Linked DNA regions of Danio rerio: region 1 is linked to region 2. The links are chromatin contacts, called in public HiCAR-type maps. All regions are on one chromosome and are shown on one strand. The core of a region is the stretch at or near the end of the contact, and the rest is flanking DNA. Distances in the headings are between cores, read along the strand shown.

Region 1 (4,894 bases), core at 919-3,418, 280 kb after region 2:
TATTCATACCGAGGTATTATCGTACCGTGAAATTCTGATACCATTACATCCCTACTATCCAGCATAACTCAGTTGTAACGAGTGGTTATTTGAGTTACTGTTGCCTTTCTATCACCTGGAACCGCTCTGGCCATTCTCCCCTGACCTCTGGCATCAACAAGGCATCTGCGCCCACAGAACAGCCGCCTACTGAATATTGTCTCTTTTTTTTTCGACCATTCTCTGTAAATATTACATAATGTTCATGATTTTATGTCATATTCTAATGTTTTGTGGCATAAAAGAAAAATGTATAAGTTCCCCATCCAAAATAAGACTTTTTGTCTTAGATTTGTAGTTCAGGGTCACAAATGCACATTGCGAAAAGTATTTTCTTCCATTTTGTAATGTTTATTCAAGTAACTCAGCTTCTCAAACAAGCAATAAAATGTAGGGAGGGACTTTATTTTGTCAGTAGGGAATTAATTGGATTGTTGGATCAATACTGTTTGATACTGCTGTGAACTCATGTGATTGACAGGTTGTTCTGCCTTTGAGCAAGAAAATGCAAGAGGGACAGGATGTTATTTTGATTAAAGAGTTGCACAAGAAATTCAATTACAAACTGGGAATCTTGATTTCCGGGTGACTGTAAATTATGAGTTGTAATAACGCAACTATGGGAAAAAAACTGAACTGCGCCACAAACATTTGGACAGCTGATGACGCTGATCTCCATCTGGAAGCTCTTTTATGTGCTGTTCCACACATGTAAGACATCAGCTGAACTTTATTACTCACCCTCTGAACTTCCACCAGCACCCTGTTTGTGTGTTCGGTGGGGAGCGGCTCTGTTACATAAACTGCACGAGTACAGAATTCCAGAAATTCCTGCTGGAGAAACAACTATATGATCCCAAAAGAAGGAGTTACAGCAAATGACGACAGAACTGACTCAAAGCACGCAGCTGATCCATCAACAGGCCGGACACACAGCCATTACAAAACCTTTAGGCTGTCATTTCCTTTTAACAGAGTATCAGAGGCCTGGACTGTCTCACTGCACTCATGGGAAAGTCAGGATAGGAAATGATCTAAACCGCCATCAGCAAGACAAAAAAGCATCATGATAATACAAGTCTGATCATCTCTGAGCGTTTCTTAAGACGTGATCTCATCAAATCACTGAAAGTGAGAAACTGTGAAGGGTCTGGCAATACATTTGATCTGGAACAACATTATTGATAGCTGTAATTATCTGCATGTTTCTTCCCATCCAGATACAAGAGAGAAACATGAAAAAAAGCTCTTGCAAACTTTGATGCAGAGGTTAAATGAAAGACAGACGGAGTGTTCTACAGCCATCTAGTGGCAAGTGAAGTGTAATAATCTTGGCGTGAGATAAGCCGTGAAACAGAAAAACAGAAAGCCATATACTGTTCATATATGAAACATAATAATCATTTTTATACACAGTATAAGTTATTAAACTCAGAATATCATAAGCATGTAACACAGGATAATGATTATTCTGTCAAGCTTTATTGAAACTTTGAGAATATTTCATATTTTAAAGTTTGTCTGACACTTCATTTGAATGAATGAATGAATGAATGAATGAATTAAATAAATAAATAAATAAATAAATAAATAAATAAATAAATAAATAAATAAATAAGCCAAGTTATTACTATTTGAGCTCCTGAGTAGACCAAAACACCATCTTGTGGATACAAGTGTCCTTGCATTGCTTTTAAGTAACATGACTATAATTTAGCCATTTGTACTAATACACAATAACCAGAGTTTTAAACGCGACAGAATTGATTTAATTTATTATAAATAAATAATATCAAAGCTAATCCTTTCAAAACAATGAAATAATTTGTAACTCATTTTGCACTGCTCACCTTGCAGTGCAGTATCTGTCGTATAGAGGGCAGTGGCTCACATAAAACGTCAATTCCCAATTGTTTTACTAAATTTGAAACTCATCTCAAATATTTGTAGTATATTACAGAACATGTAAAGACAAACTTGAACATCAATATTCTTACTTGAATGTCACTTTCCTGTCTGTGGATATGCCTTTGCCTTTGCTACAGGTGGAAAGCTGTGCTATCGAATTATCAAACGACGCCGGGTTAACTCCGTTAATTTGTGATAGCCTACCTGAGGTTTTCAGAGGCGTGCCCGAGCCAAGATGGCGGAAAGCTACCTGCTGCAGATGGTAAATAATTTTGCTGATTTATTTCACGTTGATTGTTGTTTTCTCATTAGTTATAGTGTTCATTTAAAGGTAATAATGCAAACATTGATATTTAGAGAAAATCAGCATGTCAATAATGTTGAGATTATATGTGCTCACAGTTGTTTGACAACTTACCTTTTTTTTTGTCTACAAGTTTAATATATGTCCAAATTACTCACTAAGGCCAACAGCTTGACTGAAATTAGGCCAAGTTTAGTTGAGATGAAATCGTTTGAATTACTTGTATGCACATTCATTTCAATGTCAAAAATGTTAAAACTTTTTTGTTGTTGTCTGGATAGAAGAGTAGTACAAAAACCAAGACCACAATCTTTAAGGATTAATTGCAGATACATTGAGGTAAAGTTGGATTATTCACACATTTGGATTTTCTTCTTGAAAATAAAATTTCAGATAAGTATTTATTGCTAATTCTAAATAGTGAAATCATATTATTAGCCAATGACTATCAACGTGGAACATTTACAATCAATAAAAGTGTTGTTTTGAAGTCATACTTCCATGTGATAATAGACTATTCAAAGTACCATGGTGAACAATAAAGAGAGCACGTCACAAGTTGTCACTAAACGAATGTGCAAATAAAACCCAACTTTACCTCAATTGCAGATATTGCGGTATGTCATTAGGTGAGCATCTCTGTCCCTGTCCTTTTAAATATCTATAGTTGTTAAATAATGCTTTAAAGGCTTAACAAACATGTTTTCAGTTACGGTATAAGCAAGAAAGTCAAGACTCCTCCAGAGGTTTACAGTACATCATCAATCTGTGACACGTTTGGTGACGGTGCACTACATTCACTCACAGAAATGAAATGGGGGCTGGCAAATAAAAACAATCTCTAGCATTGATTTTGATAATGGCTTTCTTGAAAAGAAAAATGAAAAATAAATGAAAATGGTGGTGACGATGGAAAGTCTTGGTTCGATGTTGTCATGCTAAATGTGTCAAGCTGTACTTCTATGGTTTCTTGGGTTTACCAGTAATCATAGAAGAAGCCCTAGTGCTGGATGCGTGGCTCAAAACTTCTGATTTTGGCAAAATTTTATCAGAGGTGAAATTGATTGCATTGGTCATTAATTGGATCTTGTCAAACTGTCAATAGCTATGTTTCCATCCAGTTATTTTTATGCACATTTTCGATATGCGCATAAAAACAGTTGATGAAAACGCCATGATGTGCATACATTTTAAAAATGTGCATAAAAAAAAACATATGTGCAAAACTGAGTAGGATAAACTTTTTAATTGACAAGAAAAGATGCACATAAACTGCGATGGAAACACTTTTAGCTCAAATTCCAGTATGCGCATTAAAAAAAGTCATGTAATTTTTTTTTAAATGTTAAGAATGTTACTATTAACTACTATTTTGTGCTTCTGTAGGTTATGAATAAAATATAGTCATTATAATACTTTTTTAAAAAATGAATTAGATTTTTGAAAATCGCCAAGCAACCCCAGCTCATTGTCTCGCGACCCCCGCTTTGGGAACCACTGATTTAAACCACTAGGAAAGCTTGGGTTGAAATGCTGGGTCAAATATGGACAAAGCTAACTTAATTATATTTAACATAAACTAACCAAACATTGGGTTTGTCCACATAGAGAGTAGTTTTTTTTTTTTTTTTTTTACCCATGTGTCAACTTGATCACCTATTCTTTTATGTGCTTGCGCCTTTATTATAATAAATACAAATCATAATAAGTAGTTTCTGTTACACACAATGACATTTAAATATTATTTCACATACATTGTGACATTTTATGAAAATTTATAAAGTTTTCTTATGTTCATTTGTTTTTTTTTTAATGTATACTTTTGTCAATTTACTTTGATGAAAATGAGAAGTCTCCACTTTGACCCATCTCTTATGCTACAAATTAGGGCTGTGCGATTAATCGCAAGCTTATCGCAAGAGGCTGCGCTATGGAATATATTTGTATGATTTAATTTCCCCAAGCAAATGCGTGACTGCCATCTGTGTGTGACAGTCTTACTAGCCAATTGTGTGAGCACACTTTCATTCTGCCCAATCACAATATTCCAATCTGCCTCTTATCAGTCATTTTAGTTTGCTTAGTGTTCTGTATTTTTAGAATTATTATTATTATTATTATTTCGTTTTATATATATATATATATATATATATATATATATATATATATATATATATATATATATATATATATATATATATATATATATAAAGCTACATTATCTCCCTATAATTTGAGTTGAACTTGTTCACAGAACGGTGAGTTAATTTTATTTGGATGTACTGCTTGCTCTTGAGAAAAATCTTTGTTTAATTTCTGAATATTTAAAAACAGATTTGATTTTGAATGAACGTTAAAGTTAATATCTTTTCTGTTTAGTTTGTTTTAAACCAACACTTATTTAGGAGTGAGAAGCTACAATACAGATTATTGAGCTGAAGCTTGACTACAAAATTAAATCGCCAATCAAATCGAAATTACAATATTCGTCAAAAATATTGCAATTATTTCCCCAAATCGCACAGCCCTAAAGTATGAATGTGCTTAGAGTGTAATTTGATTTTTTTAGACTGCGTTTGCCTTACAAGCATCATTGTGCTATTTACTTCTCCTGGATTTGTAAAATGTCCACTAAATGCACAC
Region 2 (4,984 bases), core at 528-3,027:
AAAAACAACAAGAATACATAAAAGAAAAAAAAAGAAAAAAATTACTAAAATCACTTTAAATGTTGACTATTGCATACACTGTATACTTTCGAAGGGACAAAAAAGGTTTCTCATTGACAGGAACTATTCAGACCCTAAAAAAGCAAGCTTAGTTATTTGCAAAACATTTTTTTTTTTGCTCTGGCATTGTTAAACATTGACACCAATCATTCTTCTAAGAGCACAGTTTAGCCAAATATGTAAATGTGCCAAACACTTTCCTTTCAGTAGCGAAAATGGCATGGATGTGTCTGTACAAGCTCTGCAATTTCTTGACCTAATGTCAACAGGGGTGGTTTTTAAAATCATCCTAATGACAGCTTGATTAAAATGTTGAGACTAGATTATGTAGATCTAGCTTCTATGTGAGATGTAATAACATTACTGTACAGAATAGCTGTCTCAAAAGAGCAATTCCATGCAAATGTCAACCTTGCAATGAAAATTATGTTTTGATCAAAATAGTGAAACCCTTCTTAAGTCTTTTTTTTTTTTTTTTTGTAGGCTTGTGTTTTGCAGTAGTGTAATAATACTCAAATGTCACCGTTTTTAAACAATAATCTTTGATTTACCAAAGTCACAAGTGGCAAATGTAAAACAAAATTAAATCAATTTTTGTTTTATAGAGAGCCAACTATTATCCTTTTAATTAGCATCGTTTAATTTGGGTTTTGCAGTTTAATTCACAGAATTTCTACATAGCATGTTGTATGTGTATTGATGTGTGTCTGATCACTTATCTCTGTGGTTAGTTGCTTTAGAAAAAAATAAACATGCTTTAATACATGTTCACATACTTTCTCGGTGGATTTATGTTTTAAGATTTTACTGCAAAAGTCTCATCCATAACGCTGGAATAGGTTATAGTAGGCCTATATAGCAGTTAATTAATTTGCCAAAAACCCAGAAAAAAAATAATAAATCTACACTTTCAAATTATGAAACTAGAAAATCTGACATCATAACCTTGTTTTCAATGTTCAAGGTAACGTTAGCATTAACTACACTAAAATAAATCACGGTGTTCACTTATTAACGAAGCCAAAAACAAAAAAACAAAAACTGACTAGTGTGCCTACAAAATATATTTTAGGAAGTTTATTGCCTTAAAAATTTTAAAATTAAGCTATCGCCACTGACCCAGTTAGACTGATTAGATTAACACTTTTCTAGTTTGTTAGTAAATGTTGCTTAAAAATTGTGATTTTGAACTTTACAATTGAACACACACCTTCCCAAATAAAAGGCCACATCTCCGTCCAGCGTGTTTTCAAACTCATCCCAAGCTCTTCTCTGACTATGCAAACAGTTTCCCAACGAAGCCAGATTGAGGGCTTCCGAAACTTCCTGAAAGCTTGACGAAAAGTCGTTAAAATTGATATATCCGTCTCCGTCCAGGTCAAACTTGTTGAATAAAGTCCTGATGTCGTCCGCGGGGACATTAAGCTCTCGGCAAACAGTAGTGAAGTCCTCATACTCGACTCTTCCTGACTGATTCCCATCACATGCTGCGAAGAGTCTTCTGAGCTCAGCGTGGTTCATCTTTCCACTCGACGAGGACAAAAGATTGAAAAAAAAAGTTATTCACACCCGTGTTATAAAGATACCACTCCAGATAGAACAGGCTGAAGTGATAAAACGAAAAGATGAAAAGACGAAAGCGTGAAGAGAAATGAACGCGAAGCTATCGTGGTCCGACATGTACATCACCAACAGGTGCGCCGAAAGCTGAAGCTAAAATCCGACGCAGGTTAGTTGAAGGCTTAAGTGATTGGATGATCGCTCATTAGCTATCTCGCCGTGTAACAAGTTGAACTCTTTTAGTGTGTTATTGGATAGCAGTGGAGGTGGTAGGCGTGCTTGAGTAAAAAACCAGCCCATAACACTTGTCTCTCAGCCTGACCATGAGAACAAATAGATTGTCAAACCAGCCCATATACTGAAACCCATCAGTTACTTTTAGGATAATCTAGGAATACTAAAATGATAGCATAAGAGGGTACTTACATAATAAACTTGTGAGTAATTTGTGTTGCTTTTCATAAACAGTGCTGGTACGACAGTTGTAGTCTGGTTATGCTAAAAATTCTATTTAACAAAAACCTTATAATTATGTATGAGTTTTAGATTACTTTTAACTTGCTTACTTTATATGTTATAAAAAGAATTTATTTCACGCAAATAGCTATACAGGAACAACACATGGCCATAATATTCAAAGCAAAATAGGCTAATTATTAGACACTTAAGACATTTATTCCCACTGCCATTGTTTTTTTTAAATAGGATTTTTTAAAGTGTATTTATGTGTTGTTTGTGTGTGAGCCTGTCTAAAGGCATTTTTCTAACCCCTGTGGGATAGACAGTGAAGCTCAGTGAATTGAATTGAGCTGAACTGAACTGAACTGAACTGAACTGAACTGCACTGAATTGAATTGAACTAAATTGAATCGAATGGAATCAAATCGAGTTGAATTAGGTAGACATCAAAATTTATGAGGAAAAAAATTATGAAAATTTTGATGAGAACATTTTGTAATCCAATGAACATGTACATGTACAGTGATTAATTTTCTTTTCAGCTTAGTCCCTTTACCAATCCGGGGCCTCCACAGCGGAATGAACCACTAACCTATCCAGTACATTTTTTCTTACGCAGTGGATGCCCATCACTGGGAAACATCCATACACACTCATCCACACTCATACACTTTGGACAATATAGCCTACCCAATTCACCTGTACTGCATGTCTCCGGAGCACCCGGAGGAAACCCACGTGAACGCAGGGAGAACATGCAAACTCCACACAGAAATGCCAACTGACCCAGCCGAGGCTTGAACCAGCGACCTTCTTGCTGTGAGGTGACAGCACTACCTACTGTGCCACTGTGACGCCAGTGATCAGTTATTAAAAACTAAAAGCAAAACAAAAATTATTTTAACTTCAAACAACTTAAAAATGCTATAGTGTAAAAACCTGATTAATTTGCTACACATATACTTTTTAATAATTTCCTGGTTTCTCATTATGTATTATGTAGAATATTTACAATATAGTTTTTCTGATGCACCTGATGTTGTCAAATTAGTGTTTATTGCATTGGTGTGAGGTGTTTCTATAATGATGTTTAGCTGTGTGAAAAAACTGGGGAGATTCTTTTGGTTCATCACATGACTTTCTTGTCAACACAAATTTATGTTTACAATGTAGAGTCCTCTCTCCACTAACATTGCATTGCACCTTTGGTAAATATGAGTTAAGAATTATGTGAAAGATGCTTTGCTATGTTTGCCATGCCTTTTGATCTTTTGCTCCAAAAAAAAAAAAAAAAAAATGTAAACACATGAGTTTGTTTGTGGAAAGTAGAGACTTATTTTTGTGAAAGCCTTTTCAACAATCTGAGACGATGTAAGTGATGACGAATTGTAGTTCTGGAGGCTTTCTAATTGGAAGACTTAAATAACTGACGTTGTCCACTTGAACCCTCCCCTTAAAGGTGTGTTGGGGCAAAATAGACACCTGCGGCTCTGTCTTCCATAGTGATTCATAAAATGTGTAGTTGACTGTAATTTCTTAATTTTTGCTCTGTAGGTGCAATTGGACATTTTTACATTTTTTTCTTCTTACAGCCAAATCCCAACAACTTACAGATGTAAATCCCAACAAACTTTTGCTATATTCTTATCTACTGTGATAAATAAGTGAGTTTGGCCTGTGTGTTTACAGCCTCAGTTTCACAACAGAAAATAATTGGTTGAAAAAAAAATCTATTTGATTATTCTTTAAAATGTTTATATAAATTCAAAATGACTATAATTGAGGCACATTTATTTATTTACTTATTGATATTATTTGCATTTGTTAACTTATATGTTAGCTTCGCTCACTCATGAACAAACCCCCAAGATACTTGAACTCCACCAGGGGTATGGACTTTCTTTCAACCTGGAGATGGCAAACCATTATGGCCTCGGAATTGGAGGTGCTGATTCTCATCCCAGCCACATCACACTTGGGAGCAAACCTCCACAGTGCATGCTGAAGGTCCATGTTTGATGAAGCCAACAGAACAACATCGTCTGCGAATAACACAGATGAAATTCTGTGGTCGCAGAACAGGCGGATTGGTGCAGCGGCAGCAATAATGTGGTCGATGTATAGTCCGTTGTGGTAAAGAAAGAGCTGAGCCGAAAAGCAAAGCTCTCAATTTACTGGTCAATCTATGGCCCTACTCTCACCTATGGTCATAAGCTTTGGTCGATGACTGACTGGACATTTCCTAGTGATGGGTTGCAGCTGGAAGGGCATTTGCTGAGTAAAACATATGCTGCATAAGTTGGTGGTTCATTCTACTGTGGCGACCAGTGGTGCAGTAGTGTTGCCTCACAGCAAGAAGGTCGCTGGTTCGAGCCTCGGTTGGGTCAGTTGGCGCTTCTGTGTGGAGTTTGCATGTTCTCCCTGCGTTTGCGTGGGTTTTCTCTAGGTGCTTCAGTTTCCCCCACTGTCCAAAGACATGCTGTACAGGTTAATTGGGTAGGCTAAATTGTCCATTGTGGATGAGTGTGTGTGGATGTTTCCCAGAGATGAGTTGCAGCTGTAAGGGCATCCGCTGCTTAAAAACATGCTGGATAAGTTGGCGGTTCATTCCGCTGTGGCAACCCCAGATTAATAAAGGGATTAAGCTGAAAAGAAAATGAATCAATGAATTATATAACCATTTATAATCATTATTTGGTAAAATATATTCATAAAATTGAATGTAACCAAAATGACATCACTGGTTGCGGTCATGTTGACGTACAGTAGTTTGTGCTGTGGTTTCATTTTGTCAATTGTGCTAATACTTTATTTCCCTTCCGGGCGTAGACTGTTCTTTATCTGCTGAAGGACATTTACCTGCCTTTGTTTGGTAATGTCCACACCACAAACTTGGCTAAACCCA

What was found. HiCAR-type assays count read pairs that join an accessible place to other places.
Region 1: a HiCAR-type map of caudal fin shows a contact between it and region 2, with 12 times the contacts expected there. The contact joins the promoter of znf710a here to the promoter of rasef2 in region 2. A contact is called at or near these places in 1 of 18 Hi-C or Micro-C datasets (caudal fin) and 1 of 4 datasets of contacts at active chromatin or transcription factors (caudal fin).

The regions. Positions count from the first base shown.
Region 1 is chr18:27,475,894-27,480,787 of GRCz12tu, forward strand. znf710a (zinc finger protein 710a) reads left to right here and starts at 2,169. Exons shown (of 5, transcript NM_199792.1): 1 at 2,169-2,209. The coding sequence starts at 2,207.
Region 2 is chr18:27,198,941-27,203,924 of GRCz12tu, forward strand. rasef2 (RAS and EF-hand domain containing 2) reads right to left here and starts at 1,778. Exons shown (of 17, transcript NM_001089427.1): 1 at 1,271-1,778. The coding sequence starts at 1,581.